2 separate regions of the Mus musculus genome follow, and region 2 is linked to region 1. Evidence: chromatin contacts called from public Hi-C data. All regions are on one chromosome and are shown on one strand. Each heading gives the region's core, a stretch centred on a gene start, on an enhancer-like site or on the middle of the called end of the contact. The rest is flanking DNA. Distances are from core to core; before and after follow the strand shown. Region 1 overlaps Lpp (LIM domain containing preferred translocation partner in lipoma). Region 2 overlaps Lpp (LIM domain containing preferred translocation partner in lipoma).

Region 1 (4,542 bases), core at 911-3,410:
CCACACTGCTGTTTTGAATAAGGTTTTGTCCCAGGGATGTCTCTCCAGACTTTCTTTATGAGAGGTCTCTGAGAAGACTGGAACCTCTGTTCAAAACCCCTGCTTTTGATGAGCATGGTAAGTGATACACATTCATTTAGCTGTTACAAAGAAAAGTTCCTGTTATTTGGAAGATTTGCTCTTTCCTTGATTGTTTCAATTGTATAAGCCTAGTTTGTATTCTTTTTCTTTGATAACATTAGATACATTTGAAGATTTTCCATGTATTTTTATAAGATCAATAAAAGCAAATTTACTTAGTAACCCCAAACCTCTATTTTGTAATTTGTCAGCTCCTATTTTTTTTTTTATAATTCTTTGCTCATCAATACAGGCGTATAGTTTTCTTAAAGGCATATTTATTTTAACTGTATGCAGCTGCGAGTGCTGTTCCCTCAGAGTCCAGAAGGAAGTCTAGGATCTCCTAGAATTAGGGCTACAAGCAGTTTGAGCCATCTTATGTGCGTGATGGGCACCAAACGTGGTCTTCCCCGCAGAACAGTAAGAACACTTAATTCTGCATCAATTCTTCATCCCCAGGTCACTCTGTATTGTTCATTAACTAAGGACTGACATAAGTTTATGTTTTCATTAAATGTGATAGTATAAGAATCTAGCCCAACATTTCTAGCAGTGGCTTATTAAAGTATTCGAAGTGACAAAATAATTTGAATTCCCATTGCCTTGTTACTGGTCATGTGTCTTTCCTATAGTCCCTACAGTCAAGGTCTTCATAGATATAACTGTATGGGGAAACGTGCTGGAGGATTCAGATATTTACTGCCTGCTTCCCTGAACTGAACCCGGGCAGCTCTGGAAGGATATTTAGAACTGATTAGATAAGAGGGTTTTATGTACTGGAGGAGGTAGAGATGGTTGCACAGATTTTTCTCCTAGCCATACCCACTGATCTTGAACAATGGACACATGAGTTCAGGTGTAGTCTACTGACAGTTCCTGGTATATTATCCTGTGTGGGGCTGGGAGTGTATAGCTCAGTAGTAGAAGGTTTGCCAAACAACTGTTAAGGTGGTGGGTTCAAATCCTACCCTGCATAAATAAACCAAAGGAAAACCACACTACTTGTGTTCTTGTGTCTCACATAGTTTCATTGTGATATGTGATGGATCCTAAGTGAGGACATAGACAAAGGGTAGCTGAACGCATGTCCTTACAGTTGCTTCTGTCCCTGTGACAAACTGAGCCTCTCCTTCTTGTCATCACTGTTTTAATAATAGTAACATGACCTATAGTAAAGATTTTTTAGTATTAACCATGTTCTAGATATCATTCCTGATCCTCCTCTCTCAGTTGTCACGTTAATTTTAAGAAATTGTTTTGTTAGTGTCTTTCACTTGATGCTGATCTACCCTTGTCATGGCCACAGTGCTTTCTTCCCGATATGAGGCAAGGAAAGACAGGAGCCAGAGTGGAGTCTTGTAGGTGTCCATGTTCATGAGAGTCAACACAGTTCTGATCCTGAGGCTGAGATCAGAACTAGTGTTTGAGCTGTCATTGTGGAATCCTCCAGAAGCAGGATGAAAAGAGTTGCTATGGCAGGCAGCAGAGACTGGACTTCATTAGGGCTGTGACTTTCTCATCAGCTATTTGGTTCTTGAAGACAGGAGTCTGGCACACAGTTGGTATACATTGTTAATTTCAGGCTCAAAGGAACAAGTGGATGTTTGACTATTTCAAGAGAGTCTACTTAATTCTTCAGAAATTTTGTTCATCTGTAATCAGCCTAGAGTTTTCATGGAATTTCTGCTAATACAAAATCTTGTGTGATATTAAAACAGAGCTCTGGAACTGTGAAGATGTTAACACATTTCAAAATGTGTTGGTTTGATTTATTGTTTTCTTGTTCTGATAAAGATAGGGGACTACTCTTCTCTGTTTAGTGATTAAGTCACCCGCCACCTTTTTCTATTTTGGTCTTTGTGGTAATACATGTTTCCTGGAAAATTCCCCCCCCCCCCCCGTTCTATTAATACAGTAAAAGGGGGTTACGGCCGTGACTCACCCCAGGAAATCAGCCTTCGTTTGCTTCCTCAATCTCACAAACAGTGCAGTCCCCATGCACAAAATCAACAACTTCTGCAAATGGGTTACTTTATAGTTCTTAAGAAAGTTCTAGAAAATACAGTATTTGTGGTCGACTGTGTGCTTCCTGTGATGGTGGGGATTGTACAAAAGTTCAGGTTTTGCTTCTCAGTGTTCGTGAAATCCTTGCCACGCTAGATCAGTGATATGGTCTCTGGTAGGAGTTCTCTGACCTGCTGATGTTGAGCAAACATTCCAGGAACACATCCTTGCACAGTTACAGCTCAGGGCAGGGGCTTCAGCAGTTACTGTCTGGGGGTCAGAATTTCAGTGCACATGAGGTGTGTGCCAGCTTAGAGTCCCACTGTCACCCCTCTGCTCACTCGGCAATGACTGGATGGGGCCATCCACACATTAATTCTCTCCATGTGTCTTGGCGTCTCTGAGGTTTTGCTCAGTTCTCCTCATGAACTTGGGACCTGCTCTAAGGAAGCTTCCATTCCCATGACTGTGACTGCTATTACACAGTTACCTGTCATGTCCAAGGACTTCAGACTGTGAGCTCATCCTAAGGATGTCTAGCCTCAGCTGATGTGGATCAAGGCTGCGTAGAGTAAGCTTAGTCATTTTAATTCCATACGTTGTTCAACCCCAATTTTGTCTAGAAATTCATTCTTTTAAAAACAGAAATGGAGTTTAACCATGTGTTTTCTGTAGGATTTGTATTTTCCACTTTGCCTTATAATTTATATTCTTCCTTAGCTGATTTTTTAGGTATCTGACTGTGAATTTTTTCTGAATTATAAATGTCTTCCTTTTGACATTACTCTTCACTGCCTTTCTATTTTCCTGGTACAGTATGGGATAAATAGTAGCTGTTCACTGTTTGAGAAATGCTAACTATGTGGTTATTTGACCAGTGAGTGAACTTCTCTGGATCTCTGGTGTAGGAAAGGGTAGAGGAACAGTTCCTGCTTATTTTGAAGGCTAGGTATTATATTTAAAAACTCTTTTAATAGTGCCTGGTACTTAGTAAGCACTTACTAAATGTTATCATAAATAAATGATCTTTCTGCTACTTATAAAGTAGCCACATAGCATTTCCTTCTAGGATTTTCTTCCAGTCTTTTATGATGGATAAAGAAGAGCCATACAGTCTAGGAGTTCCTGTCAGCTTTCTTTATATAGGAAACCAGATGTAAATATGCTGTTTCAGTTACATACATCTCATATTTTTATATGATTGCTGACAAAACATTAAGTAAGAATTATGCTATCATATTCCCTAGATATCAATTCATGCTCTCATTAAAGTCAGACATTTATCTGGTACTGCTGACTGCTGTTCTTACCCGCAGTAATGTTAAGTACTGTCACCATTTAATGGTCTTGCCTGACCTTTGGGCATTAGTGCCAATCCTTTCTTCATTCTGTCCATGAAAACAACAACTTAGACATCCCATTCCTTCCTCCCTGTGTCTTCTTCTAGCTTAGAAACCTTTGTTTAATAGAGGGCTTGAAAACTTGCTGCAACAGAAAAAGATTGTAATAAGAAATTCTTTCTTCCATCCTTCCAAGTCGAAGCATGTGTTTATATGCCTTTTCATATGTCACACATTTAGGTGCATATACTTTTATATGTGTAATTTTCAGAATTTTCCTGTTATACGTTGAACAGTTGCCTTTGTGATTGCTGCTGCAAAGAACTCAGAGGGTTTTATTTTTTTTTCCTTTCATGATTTCAACCTTGAGAGTCAGCAGTCAGTGTGCTCTGGCACAGGGCATGTTGTTTTGCATTTATCAGATGATACTTTGCATGCCCAGAGGGGATCAGATTTGGAAGATGCATGCTTAAGTTTTTAAATATAAGTAACTCTACAGTGGGTTTGTGTTTGTCAGCCCAGTAAATCTTTATAGAACTTTGCATTGCAGTTGTCTCTGTGTGTTGATAACTGTTCCCTGGAGAGTACAGCATCAGAATTGAATCCTATAACTCCAATCCCTAAGTCTACTGCTGCACATTTCCCACAGTACCTAACGGTATGTGGGGAACTGCTCACTGTCCTGTCCCGTGTCATATGCCATGTGGGCAGCCAGTGCACACAGATATTCTCTATATTCAGCTTTAACCGCCACAAGTCACTTTTTCATGTAATAAGTGTACCACAATGCCCAGCGGGTTGTAGATGCTTAGTAGTTGCTGGAAGATTATTAAGTTACCCAGATATAAAAGTGGCAAATGGCTTAGTTACCTGGGTGTGGAAACGTCTGGTGTGGTTCTAGTGGGAGCTTTCTAAGTGTCTTAGTTTAAGCTGATGACATAGTAAAGAGGATCATACCTGCTCTGGTCACTGATACAGAGAGCCTACATTGCCCTTCAAGACAAGGCATCTGTCACCTAAAAGCCCGATACTTTCCCATGGCAGTCTAAAAGGTGACAGATTCTAGGCGATGTCTTTT
Region 2 (4,542 bases), core at 884-3,383, 280 kb after region 1:
CTTCTACATAACACTCAATTCTTTTGTCTCTGCCTGGTATGCATTAGCACTACAGGTATGTACCACCATGCCCAGCCAGGAGTCCTTTTCTTAGCTGACATCCAGGTGGCCTTTCTTAGAGATTTCTCATGAACCTCTGGCTGAGACCATATGAGTAATGGGCAGAAGTCACAAGAAAGGATAGCATCGTTCAGGAAATAAAATGAGCCTGGTTTTAAGAAGTGTTTTGGCAACATTGCCTTGTATCCTCTGCTACAGTACTTACACATGGGTGCTTCGCATTGGTAGTTGGCAGTTCTCAATGTGTGTTCAGTGTTTCTGACCTCTGGCTGTATTAGAATTAACATGGGAATTTTCATTTTTTAATTCTCGTACCGAGGTCTATATCCTTGATCAATTGAACCAGACTTTCAAGTTTGAGGCCTGACATTGACAGTTTAGCATTGTTTTGAATCACATAACAATAAAATATCGTATAAAAACTTTGGGGTGGGGAGGCCTAGGTTGATTGAGGGTCTAATTTAAAGTGAATGATCAGCAGAGTTTGAATGACTCAGGTACTGTCTTCTGCCACTGTCTTGCTCTCAATTTATATTTTGTTGGGCTCAGTAGGACAAGGAGGGAGCAAAGAAAAGAAAGCAACCTTTTCCGAATGCATTTTCATGTGCTAACCAAGGATTTTTTTTAAGAAAAAAAGCCCCAGCACAAAGGAGAAAAGTGACAGAAATTAGTCTATGCAGTGAAGGAAGGACTGCTGCACCAGAAATCAGAGCCTTAGGCTGGTGCTGATCTGGCCATGACCTTTACATTGAAGGGAACTCAATAAACATCAAGGCCAGGCCCAGGGCTCAGTAGTTTAAAGTGCTTGCTTCACAAGGCTATTGCCCTCATGCCTGGAGCCCATGGTGAAGGTGAGAGCAGATGCCCAAAATTATCCTCTGACCACCATACACACATAGTGGTGGTAGTGTGTGTGTGTGTCTGTGTGTGTGTGTGTGTATAAGCACACCAATACTAGTTAAATTAATGACAACATATTACATCTATATGTTTTTGATGTTATGTTATATTATTATTGCATATTTAAAAACTTAGTGCTTTAATACAATAGTTATTTTTTCAATAATGGCTCCTTGTTGGTTTCCACTTGTGGACTCAGGGACATGAACCCACTTTGCTGCCAGGTCTACCATTGCTCTAGAGCTCTAAGGCCCACAGGCTACAGCCTTAGCCTTGGACACAGGAGGAAAGATGGTGGCCAGGGTCTCATCAGGAGCTGCAGCTGATTGCCATCCTGGAAGAGTGACCCCATGTTCCTTCTACCATACTCCATGGGCTGGGACTCAGGTGATAATTACAAGACACGGTTGGAAGTATGACTAAGCTGAGCCACAAAGCAGGGATGCTTCGATGCATGTCTAGCCTGTCTTTGCTCTCTGTCACCATTCCAGAGCCATTCGTATTGGTGTGGTTCAGTCTGAAACAGGAAGCTGTGGTACCTCAGAACAAACTGTGGTTGATTTAGCTTTCTCTAAGTAAAATAAACTTATATATTGTTCCTATATGTGTTCCTTATAATAATCTAATTTGAACCAGTGACTAAAACATATGTTCTTGGTTCACCCCAGTTAGGTAATTTAACCTCTAATTTCTCTGTTTTGAAAATTGGGGACACCTTATTTTTTGGGAAGGAAAAAATATATTTACCTATTAACAAAACTCATCTAGGAGGCTGCTGTTTGTAAGCTGTGGATGTTGAACAGTCAGTGAAGCAGACTTTCAGTCTGGTTTAGGATTTTCATTTCCAATAAAGAACAGACAGAAGGGTCACGGCACTCATTCCTAAGGAAGTGATGCCTTACTGAGCTGAGGAGTGGACAGGAGGTTAGACGTCTCAGGCAGTGGAACTTGCTGACTTGAGGACCTGAAAGAGGCCACTGTGGTCAGAGACCGAGAGAGCAGCTTGAAGTAAGGCGGGTTTTGAGATGGACAGAGGTCTTGCTAAGGACTTTGGGCTTTCTCCCAAAAGGCAAAGACTGCTTAGCTATTTCATTATTTCTTACACACTCATCCATTACCAGCTTTTCCTGAAAGGTCTTTGGCAGCAGGGAAGAGGCGGAGGCAGCACCATGAGTAAGTGAACAGAGAATCTGCTCCCTGAGTGTTGTGGGTTTTAGCCACACCCCGTGTTCCATATCTCTCTCTGTGAAGCGCCTTACTTTCTAAAGCTGAAAGAAAGAGGAGCTTAAATTAAAGCATGGCTCAGCTAAAATACAACCTAAAGAGTAAACCATGTTTCCTGCTCCAGATGTGAACACATCTGCATTTTCTATCACATGATTTAGGAGAGACACCTTGAACTTGGAGCCATCCCTGTCTTTTTGTCTGTTAGGCAATGCTTATTACAGATGACTTCCTGGCACTTGTTTCCAGAAAGAGGTCCAGCGTAAATCCTTCTGAAGCCAGCATACTCCACTTTTCTGTACAGTGTGAGCCATGGTGCTCCCCCTTTTATAATCTTTTAAAAAAATATCTATCCTGACTGAGCTAGACCTCCTTAATCTTCATTCCTTTTCTTCCTGTTGAAATGGCAGGTTTCCTCTCCAAAATTTGGACAAGCTTTAAAATTAGATCTCAAACTGCCAGCCTCACAAATCTGCCCTGACAACAAATTTGTTGATTGTGTTTTCTCCTCAAGAAATAGAGTAGCTCTGAGAGGCATTGTGTTTAGCTAGCTGTCCTGGAAACACAGATACAGCTCTGGGCTCTGAGCCGACCAAGGGTTGTGGGCTTCAGTGACTTGGCAAAGCACAACAGGACAGAAGCCGGCAGAGCATGAAGCCTGTCTTTGTCATAGTTTGCTAGAAAGCCAGAGTCAGGCTCCCAGCATGTTCTTTCCCAGACTGCCACATGCCATAGGAGTGAGGGACAATTCAAGTGGCTGTAACGTATGTAAGTCAGTCCAGTCTGTCTTTCCATGATGCCTCATGTGTGACTGTTCCTACACACTAATTGTTGCTCATAAATTAAAATCATAGAATTGTCTAAACCTTTACATGTAGAAATTCTGTGAATTAGGTTTGTGTTTGACCCCAGTTGTCTGACCCCATGCATTCTGTCTAATACTATACTGATCCTGGCCTCCTTTATAGTCCCCAAGAAATCATGTTTGACCTTGCCTTTCTGATTCTATGCCTGGTACTGAAATATCTTGTTCACATTTTTATGCCTAAATGCTATATGACCAATTCCAGCATCATCTTGTCTTTGAAAATTGATTCAAAGTGATCATTTTCTGTCTTGCTCTGTGACACAGGTCTCCTCCTCCTCTTCCTCCTCCTCTTCCTCCTCCCCTTTTCCCCCTCCTCCTCCTCCTTCCTCTCCTATAGAAAAGAAAGGGAGACATTACCCTTGTCTGAATGATTCAGAACAGCAGGCAGACTTCCATTGCAAAGCTGTATGGCTGTGGCCTGGTAAGGTTCTACACTAAGAACAGGAGTTATGGTAAGGAAAGCTGCAGCATCTCATTAAAGAGTTACTATTCCATCTGACTGTTCACAGTGGTGAGGGATGAGCTGCCTTTCAAGAGGGGATCCCTTGGCCAAATGATTGGCACATTCCAACTGTGATGTGAGGTCTACACCCAGGCTAGAGATGCTATTCATGTGACCATAAGTTTTTTTTTTTTTCATAAAGGAGTTTTTGTTGCTACACTAACATTGCTTTTTTAGGAGAGGCGACCTTAAAGTCATTTAAGAAACATATCAAGAATGAGGACTCCTAAACATTTTTGGCATCTCTAAGCCTCTGGCAAGGATGAGTGTATCATGAGGCCCAAGGACACTTCTTGGTACGGGATACTTGAACCTGCTTCTAGTTAGGGTGTGGTTCAGATCTTAGCACATACCTTTAATCCATCTGGCTGGAATACAAACATACCCTTCGCACACACCTTTAGTCCCAAACAATGAAGGTAACATTAGCTTGTAGAAGGAAGCACTCATGTTTGAATTGAGTGGCAGGAAACGTGATGAATCAGAGAAAGATTTGACAGAATAGGATATGCCCAACTCTCCAAAGAGAGGAGGGGGAAAGGAAAGCTGCTTAATGGAGAGACAGACAGCACCGGAAGAAAAGCGCACAGTACAGGATATTCTAGAGTTCATGGAGAGCAGGACAGGAGAGTTGAACCAGCCAGCTAGGGTTCAGGAAGACCAAGAAAGGATGAATTTGCTCAGCAGTAAGTCTCAGGAAACATTCTAGCCCCAGATTAGATTGTACAGAGGCTAGAAGCTTCCAAAACTAGGCCTAGATTAGCTGAAGGAGGCAGTAAGCTTTGGAGACAACAGTTACTACCGGAGAATAAAAGTTACGTTTACAATGTCTGTCTTGGCCAACTTGGACAGAGAACAGTTGGTTTTCCTTGAGGTCTTTGCAGTCTCCTGAGCTGGCCAGTTTCTTCCTCATATCCGTGTCTTCTCATCTCCTTTCTCCTATGAAGATGCATCCCTTAATGCTATTGTGGAATTGGGATGGTCACTG

The links. A called contact is a pair of places that touch in the nucleus more often than the background predicts.
Region 2: a Hi-C map of regulatory T cells shows a contact between it and region 1, with 2.0 times the contacts expected there. The contact joins two enhancer-like sites. A contact is called at or near these places in 1 of 15 datasets of contacts at CTCF or cohesin (CD8 T cells), 5 of 484 Hi-C or Micro-C datasets (B cells, LSK cells, bone marrow-derived macrophages and 1 more) and 5 of 115 datasets of contacts at active chromatin or transcription factors (CD8 T cells, bone marrow-derived macrophages, effector CD8 T cells and 2 more).

Annotation. Positions count from the first base shown.
Region 1 is chr16:24,627,356-24,631,897 of GRCm38.p6, forward strand. The region is part of intron 5 of Lpp (LIM domain containing preferred translocation partner in lipoma); the gene reads left to right. Among named protein-coding and RNA genes, the nearest start is that of Mir28a, 200 kb to the right of the region's middle. Within about 2 kb of position 2,161, at least 111 of the 459 cell types and tissues checked have an H3K27ac peak or open chromatin away from gene starts, as enhancers often do. A contact at or near this core is called in B cells, CD8 T cells, bone marrow-derived macrophages and 2 more, where this site is marked.
Region 2 is chr16:24,911,753-24,916,294 of GRCm38.p6, forward strand. All of the region lies in intron 10 of Lpp (LIM domain containing preferred translocation partner in lipoma), which reads left to right. Among named protein-coding and RNA genes, the nearest start is that of Gm52245, 27 kb to the right of the region's middle. Within about 2 kb of position 2,134, at least 143 of the 459 cell types and tissues checked have an H3K27ac peak or open chromatin away from gene starts, as enhancers often do. A contact at or near this core is called in B cells, CD8 T cells, bone marrow-derived macrophages and 2 more, where this site is marked.